2 separate regions of the Sus scrofa genome follow, and region 2 is linked to region 1. Evidence: chromatin contacts called from public HiChIP or PLAC-seq data. All regions are on one chromosome and are shown on one strand. Each heading gives the region's core, a stretch centred on a gene start, on an enhancer-like site or on the middle of the called end of the contact. The rest is flanking DNA. Distances are from core to core; before and after follow the strand shown.

Evidence for each region. HiChIP or PLAC-seq counts read pairs in DNA pulled down with a chosen protein or histone mark.
Region 2: a contact with region 1 is called in an H3K27ac HiChIP or PLAC-seq map of skeletal muscle. The contact joins the promoter of MEOX1 here to the promoter of DUSP3 in region 1. A contact is called at or near these places in 1 of 47 Hi-C or Micro-C datasets (epiblast stem cells) and 1 of 2 datasets of contacts at active chromatin or transcription factors (skeletal muscle).

Annotation. Positions count from the first base shown.
Region 1 is chr12:19,334,870-19,339,169 of Sscrofa11.1, forward strand. It overlaps DUSP3 (dual specificity protein phosphatase 3), which reads left to right and starts at 1,439. Exons shown (of 3, transcript XM_003131360.6): 1 at 1,439-1,656. The coding sequence starts at 1,532. C12H17orf105 reads right to left here and starts at 1,352. Exons shown (of 6, transcript XM_003131374.6): 1 at 1-1,352.
Region 2 is chr12:19,429,106-19,433,418 of Sscrofa11.1, forward strand. MEOX1 (homeobox protein MOX-1) reads left to right here and starts at 2,292. Exons shown (of 2, transcript XM_005668770.3): 1 at 2,292-3,230. The coding sequence starts at 2,762.

The DNA of each region.
Region 1 (4,300 bases), core at 189-2,688:
ACCGGTTGTCATAGTTACTCAGTTATGACATCAGGGACAGGTTCCAGGGAAGAAGGAGGAGCAGTGGAGCATGCCAGGCTGTCCCTGGACTTCTCTTTTGAAAGCTAATGTAGGTTCAAGTCAAGATGAGGGCTGACATTAGAAAGTTTCCCACTTGCCTGGTATGCAGTGCCACCAATAGCAGCAGGAAGAGGTATGGTGTCTGGGAAGGCCAGAAAGGCACTGGGGTGGGGGTGGGGGGATGGAGAAATCTAGCCCTGGTTACGCTTGGACTCTAAGCCAAGTAATCTCCCCGGCAATGGTTTCCCTGAAGGTATGAGCCCACAGCTGTTTGCAGAGGTGAAAGATGAACTTGATGATTTGATTCCATGTCTTCACTTTTGCAGATGAGGCGAAAGTCCAGAGCAACAGCCAAGCTGCTCTAGAACAAGTTAGTGGAAGAACAAGTTCAGGATGTGGGTTTCCTGAATTCTCAGGACCACGGATGTTTTTTGGAGACGTTGGGCTTCGGGTGAGCTGCCATTGGGGGAGGTCAGAGACCTGTCGCTTTTGCTGGTAGTGGGATCTCGTAAATGATGAGTTGCTGACATCGTGTGGCTCATAGTGGGCTGGCAGCTGCTCCAGGAAGGGCTGCAAAGGAGCGGGATGCATCTCCACACCGGCACTGGGCGTAGCACCTAGTAAGTGTCCTATGCAATTGCTGATAAAAACAGGGAGAACACCTCCCCAGTGCTCACTATGTGGAGCCCGGGGGTTTCCTGGAATGCTACATTTAATCTTTCAAACAACCCTAGGAGTTAGGGGCTAAACCCCATTTTTTCAGCAAAAAAAAAAAGTTACATCATTCCCCAGGGCTACCTATGCTTGCTTGCAGAGCCCAAGCTTTAAGTACGATGCCGACTCTCATTGAAGGTTGGAAGAAATGTGCCCCAGAGTTGGGCTTCTCAAACGTTAACCTTCGCAGAGATTTCCAGGGAGGCTTGTAAAATGCTTATTCTCCTTCAGCAGGTCTGAGCTGGGGTGCAGATTCTGCTTTCCTGGCCAGCTCCCGGGTAATACCAGAGCTGCTGGTCTGCAGCCGGCAGTCCGAGCTCCCAAACGGAACCCGTGTGTCCCTGAATTCCTGAAAAACCGAGGGACACTTGGTGTGCCGCGGTCCAGAGGAACTTTTATTGCGCCCCGCATTTCGTCCAGTGGCGGTACCGGACTGCCGCGCCTTAGCGGGGGGTGGAGGTGGGACGAAGACCATCGCCCCTCCCCGAACCCCGGCCGGAGCTCCAGAGCCGCAGCATCTCCGCCCGCGGACGCAGGCCTCGGAGTCTTCCCCCGCGTCCGCCCGGCGCCTGGCGGCGCGCGTACCTCCCAGAAGCGGAACGCGCCTGGCCGCCCGCGCTCCGCCGCTTTCCGCGCCCGGCGGGCCCGCCTCCGGGGCGGGACGGGGCGGGTCCCGGCTCCGGAGCCCCCGCCCAGCTGACCCGGCCGCTCTCCCCTCGCTCGCGGTTGCCCCGGCGTGCAGGGCCCGGCCGCCGCCATGTCGGGCCCGGTGGAGCTCTCGGTGCAGGATCTCAACGACCTGCTCTCGGACGGCAGCGGCTGTTACAGCCTCCCAAGCCAGCCCTGCAACGAGGTCACCCCCAGGATCTACGTGGGCAACGCGTGAGTCGCCGCTCCCGGGTCGCAGCCCCGCCAGCCCCTCCCCGGGGCGCCCCGCCCACCAGAGGGCTGGGGTGGGGGCGTCGGCGGGCGTGGGTGGGGGGAGCCGGGGCGGGGTCCCTCCTCCGGAAGCCGCGGCGGGGGCTGGGCGGGGGCTGAAGTCGCCGCCCACCGCCTCGCTTGGGGCCGAGGGGCCGGACCCCGCCCCGGCCCAGCGCGGTCCTTCCCTTCGCGTGATGCCCGGGGTCGGGGGTGCTCGGCCAGCCCGATGTCCAGTCCGAAGCCCACTCTCCAGGGGCACGGCCCTGGGCGGGGTCGGGGCTACCAGTTTCATTTAACAGGTGGCCCTCTGTCACCCGGCCGGTCTCCGGCCCCGCGTGTCATGTGACAGCTGCCTGGTTCTGCAGTGAGGTCACCGCGGAATGTCTGCCTTTGCTCCCTTGGCAACGGGCTGACGTCACACTTCGGGCGTGGAACTTTCCTGGCCGGGCAGGCCCAGGGCCGGGAATTGAAAGATCCCAAACTCGGGATCCAGGGACCCGGGCCTTGGTTTTCTCGCTTCTCCCCCAGCTTTCCAAATAGGGTGTGATGTACCTGAAGTTCTAGAACAATCCAATGATAAACCCCCTAAGGACCTGAACCATCACTTAGAAAAGGCTGCGGACCTTCTCCCCATCAGGAAGTGCATTTATTATTTATCCCTTAGGAGTTCTTACCAAATTGATTTTTTCATTTTCTCATAGTCAAACTACCAGTAAGAATTTCTGAGCGGCAGGAGGGAACCAGTGTTGCCCGTTCTGAGAGGTGCTGAAATACCAGCCAAAAGGCAAAAATAGATTACCATGCCTGTACAGCCGTGGGAGGGCACGGGTTGGATTTTCCTGAGACTCTGAGAATCCAGTTCCAAGGACTGCCGTACAAATGGGGGTCATCGTGGAGCTAGGGGGTCTGGAAGGCAGTTTCCAGCTTCACGAGGCCGGTGTTATCCATTTAATCATTTACCATATTGAGCCTCCCTGTGTGTTGGGCATTGAACAAGGCTCATTCACAGTAGAGTTACTAGTGTTAATGATAAAGCTGTTGAATGTTGCTGTTGGCTTAGTGTAAGAGAAGGGAGCTGCATGGTAGGGACTCTTCAAAGTTGTTTTAGTGTTTAAAAAATTTTTTTTATTATGGTTGATTTACATTGTTCTGTCCATTTCTGCTGTACAGCAACGTGACCCAGTCATACATAGATAGGTATACACTCTTTTTCTCACACTGTCTTCCTTGATGTTCTATCACAATATATTAGTGTTTTTTTGAAGGAGCCACTGCTTTATAGTGTAGTGCAGGGTTGTGATAGCCAAAGGCACCCTGCAAAGTTCTGAGGAGAAGCCGCTCTCCAGCCACTCAAGCAGCAAGTGGCCTTGGCACGCTGGGAATCCCTGTTCTCTTAGGCATCTTGGCCCCTTCAGCTGTCACCACTTCCCAATCGAAAACCAAGGTTGTGACTATCTGGTGGTAGTCACAGGTGACAGGTGCTGATGGCCACTGGAGAAAACACATCCTTTGCCCTTGAGTAAATCTGACCTTGACATCTGACCCACCCTTGTGTGGGGTGCTTAGCAAGAAGGATTGACTGAGTACCAGTATCACCCCTGCACCCCAGGGTTGGGAGTGCCTTAAAAGCAGGGCTCCTGATCAAAGCTCACAGGGCGGAGATGAGCCTGGATGAGCCACGTTTTCTGGCTCTCGGGATTTGCAGTTGATGTGGGCACGAGAGGCAGAGTGAGGGAGAAGATGGAGCAGGGCTGGTGTCAGGAGGAAGGAGGGCTCCTCCCAGCCCTGCCGCACAGCAGCCGGTGTCAGCACACACACACACATATCCTTCCGCTGTCCCATCAGGCCAGAGTTTAAGCTCTGTCCTTCCTTCCTCACCGGGCTGCTGTGACAGGCAAACAAGACCATGCAAGAGAAGGCGTTTTGTAACGTATAAACCGCTGTTTGAATTGGGACGTTGTTGTGAGATGAAATAAAGGAGGCCTTTGACTATTCAGATCGAATGTTTTGTAACCCCCATGGTTCTGTTGGGGCCACTTGCTCCCCGAGTGCTTACTCATCCGAGAGAGCTGCAGAAAGGTGGCAAGTGGCTATGGCAGGAAGCACCCCTCTGGGGGACGGAAGGGGGCCGCTGCACTTTCTAATTCAAGGAAGAGGCTGCCTGGGATGTGCTGATTTCATTCTTCCCTGACTCATCACATGTTCGTTCAGCGCCTAGAGTGTACAGGTGCCATAGCATTTGCTGGACATAGAGACATGGAGCAGATGTGGCTCCTCCCTCGAGGAGCTCACACCCTGGGCAGCTAAGCAAATAAGCACAATCGAGCTTCAGGATAGTGGCACTGACCTCCGCGTCAGGCCCTGTCTATAGAACAGCTCATTTGACCCTCTGAACAGCCCCAGGAGTAGGTACTGTTATCATCCCCATTTTACAGATGGGGGAACTGAGGCACGGAAAAGTTATGTGGCTTGTTTGCAATTGCCTGGCTTACGGTGTGTGGCAGCGCTGGAGTCAGATCCGGGCAGTCTGGCTCCAGAGCCCATTTTTAGCCACCTCCACGGGGCAGGGAGCCTGATGCCAAATGGAGTGGAGGGGAGAGCAGGA
Region 2 (4,313 bases), core at 1,042-3,541, 95 kb after region 1:
AGCTGTGTGACCTTGTGCAGGTTACACCATCTCTCTGGGCTTCTGAATCCTCTTCTGAAAGATGCTGAAGGTGAGAAATGCCTCAGAAGGCTTTTGTGGCATCTATTGAAGGACACGTGTGAGGCAGTAGGGTCAGTGGATGAATGGCAGCTATAACTTCCCTGCCAGGGGAGCAAACGGAGGCTCAGAGAGGTGAGGGGACTTGCCCAGGGAAGTGGCAGACCCTGGAATTGAACTCAGACCCGTCTAAACCCCAAAGTCCGTGCTCCTTCTTCTGCATCAAACTGCTCCAGACTGGACAGCCACACCCCTGGGGACAATTCCCGGTTCTGCCATTTTTTATCAGTTTGATTCTGAGCAGCTCACCTCATCTATCTGAGCCTCAGTTTCTTCATTTATAAAATGTAGAGCCTAATTCTTTTTTTTTTTTTTTTGTCTTTTGCCTTTTCTAGGGCCACACCCGTGTCATATAGAGGTTCCCAGGTCAAGGGTCCAATCAGAGCTGTAGCCACTGGCCTACATCAGAGCCACAGCAATGCAGGATCCGAGCCACGTCTGAAACCTACACCACAGCTCACGGCAACGCCAAATCCTTAACCCACTGAGCAAGGCCAGGGATCAAACCGGCAACCTCATGGTTCCCAGTTGGATTCGTTAACCACTGAGCCACAACGGGAACTCCCAAGCCTAATTCTTACTTTCCCGAAAATAGGAGAGTTGCGAAGGTCAGAGGAGAAATTGTGCGACAGGTAAATCCTGGACGAAGCGGGGAGGTGAGTCTGGTTTGTGGCTATGACCACATCTCCTCTACTAGCTGGCAACACCCTGGCTGCCTGTTCTGGAAGACAGGATGCCGAGGTCATGAAGAGCGTTCGTGCAGCCTCCAGGCTGCAGTGCTGAGACCCATGACTCCTCCTTGGGGAACCCTGTGGATCTCTGGAACCAGCCAAGAGGGATAGCACTCTTCTGGTCCATGCCCATTTCGGCCCCAGTCCTGCAGCTCTGGGCTGTGGAATAGTCAGTAAGAGAAGAGCTCTGACCCCATGTGCTTGGAATGTCATCCTCCAAGAATTTTTTTTTTTTTTTGTCTTTTTCTAGGGCTACGCCCATGTCGTATGTGGGTTCCCAGGCTAGGGGTCGAATCGGAGCTGTAGCTGCCGGCCTACGCCAGAGCCACAGCAACGCTAGATCCAAGCTGCATCTTCAACCTACACCGCAGTTCACGGCAACGCCAGATCCTTGACCCACTGAGCGAGGCCAGGGATTGAACCCTCAACCTCATGGCTCATAGTTGAAATCATTAACCACTGAGCCACGATGGGAACTCCCCCTCCAGGAAATTATATTAACCCTCCAGAGAGACCAGCAGGGCCTGGGGATTGAGTGGACTAATTGGACGGTTGAAATGGCCTTGGGGCCTCCAGGGACGGGCACCAGCCTGGAAGACCATGCAACTGTGTGCCGAAGAGAACTCCTTTGGGAATGAGAATCGCCCTGATTGCTATTTCCATGCCCAGGTTCCATGGAAACCCTGGCCTCTGGGGGTTAGGGGAAGCAGGTGGGTGAAGGTTAGGAGGCCAGAGAGCAGGTGGGGGAGGCCTGGAGGAACTTCAAGGAACTTATCTGACAGTCTTTCCCTTGCCATGGAGAAAAATGACTTGAAACCCCTCTAGAGATGAGTGTGGCGAATTGGCATGTAAGTTGGGGGTTAAAGAGCGGAAGGAAGAATCTGATTGTTTTTTTAAGTTACTGGGAAAGTGAGAATGTCACTTTGGGCCGAGAGAAACCCTTTTTTTTTTTTTTCTTCTAGAGTGTGTCTTTCTACTATAGACGGTAGTGGGCCGCTGAGACTTGCAAAAAAAGCTTTCTTTTAATCCACCTTCCTTTTGCCAAGCAGCAGTAGAAGGGCCTTTAAATCAAATGCAATCAGCAAACTTGTCTCTTGCACTTATTCCCAGCTTCACTCCCTGGAATTTGGCACTTGATGGATGCTGGATCTGACTTAAGGCTTTTTCCAAATCCGAGACTTGGGGAATTTTGTTAACAGTGCAATAAAATAACTTCATAGTGTTATAGGAGGCACATTAAAGAAATTGTGTGTGTGCTGCTCTCTCTCCTTAAAAAAAAAAAAAAAAATACAGACAATGTTTCTTTAAAAGACTCCATCTGCAAATCCCATTAGATGTGCATATAAGGTTTCTGATGATTAATAGTTGCCTGCTCGGGTTTTGGTTGGAGGGGATGGTGTGTGTGCTGGTTAACCCCTCCCTCTCCTCTCTCACATTTCACTTCAGAAATTTGTCACTCTCTCCCCACCGCAGGATTTAAAAGTGTGTCTCAGCAGCCCTGGACCAGCTCTCTGCAGGCGTTTGCTGCAGGCTCCAGGACAAGCGCTCTTTAGCTGGTGCGTCTGGGCTGGGACAGTGAAAATGTTGAGTGTCATCAGCGACACATACACGTACAGGGGACCCCAATAGGCAAGCTGGTGCGTCGGGGGGGCCAGGAAGCCAGGAGTGAAGTCTGATAGAGGTGTGTACACACGTGTGTGGAGCCAGCCACCTGTGTGCGGACCGTAAGGAGCGACTTTAGTTTTGGTGTTTGTTTGGGGTCCTGGGTGGAATTTTTCTGTTGAACATTTTTCTCTTCTGTTTAAAAAAAAAAAAAAAAAAAAATTTTTTTTTTTTTTTGCATTTTTAACAAATTGAGTATAAAGTATACCAATCCAGCCTTTGAAAGGACTGAGACGTGGGGCAGACGACAGATGGATCCAGTGGCCAGCAGCTGCATGAGGGGCCCCCACCCCCCAGCCCCGGTCTGGGGCTGCCTTCGAAACCCCCACTCAGAAGGCAGCGGGGCCTCAGGGCTCCCCCACTACCCGCCGACCCCGTTCTCCTTCCACCAGAAACCAGACTTCACAGCGACAGCGACGACAGCGTACCCTGACTTCTCGGCCTCCTGCCTGGCGGCCACCCCGCACAGCCTGCCCCAGGAGGAGCGCCTCTTCACTGAGCAGCACCCCGCCTTCCCACAACCCCCTGACTGGCCCTTCCCTGTCTCGGAGGCCCGGCGGAGGCTCAACCCAGGCCCGGCGGGGGGCTCCAAGGAGATGGGGGCCCGCAGCCCAGGCCTGGTGGACACCACGGGTGGCCCGGGCGAGGACTACGAGGTCCTTGGGAGCAGTGCCAATGAGACGGAGAAGAAGTCAACCAGACGGAAAAAGGAGAGTTCAGGTAGGTGGCTGGGGAACAGCTGACGTTTCCTTTACTGTGTGATCTCGGGGCGGTTGCTTGCCCTCTCTGAGCCTAGGTGCCCTGACCGTAAATTGGGATCTAACCTAATCAGAGGCGGGGACTAGACCAGTTACCTCGGAGTTTCAGGAGTCTCTGGTGATGGGGGCTATGACTATGTCCCCAGCCTTCCTGGGCCCCAGAAAAATGTGCCAGCGAGAGAATGAAACAGGATCCACATCGAGTTGGAGGGCATGTGGGAGGGAGCCTCTGGGTAGAGGCTGGCAAGGGCCGCAGAGGGGCTTTCCTGCATCTGGGCTGCCTCTGGGTCATGCTTCTCCCCACCACACCCCAGCCAGCTCCAAACAGTCCCAGAGCCCCAGGACTTGCTCCCAGGGGCATCAGCTAAAACCGAGACTTGGAAGGTTAAGATCAAGGCTGGGACCCTGGGCAGCCAAGCAGAACCAGAACTCTGTGTGTCCAGGAGGCAGAGGAGCAGGCACAGGGCGGGGATGCAAGAGGCAAGCACTGAGCTTTGGGGCCGACCACCCAGGAGGTACCACCCTACCCAGCAGGCCAGGCCCAGGCCAAAGGGTCAGCTCAGCCTGCTAAGGTCTGGGTGACCCCCAGGGCAGGCTGCCCCTCTGAGGAGCCCTCCAGAGAGAATCAGGGAGGCAGGCAGCAGAGGGCAAGCACTGGATCTTGGCGTGAAGGTAACGCCCAGCTTGGTGCTGGAGCCCCCGAGGCCAGAGGCTGGAGCTGGGCTGCTTGCTAAGATCCCAGCTAAAGTCCATCTCCTCCCCGTGGTGGGGACCTGTTTTTTCCTCATCTCCCAGTGGGACCCCCCCTAGCCCCCCACCACGGGCTTCTCTCACCTCCTGTTCACCTTTGGCCTGGATCCCTCCCCCATCTCACACAGCACAAGACAGTGCCCTGGCCTCCTGCCCCTTCTGCCCCATTGTGTCTTCCTGACAACTGCTTCGGGGTACATCTGACTGTCTGAACCTACAGAGGACCCTTCTTGGGGCTCACCAGGGGCAGGCTGAAAATGAGAGGAGCAGCCAACCAAAGAAAACATGCTCCGCT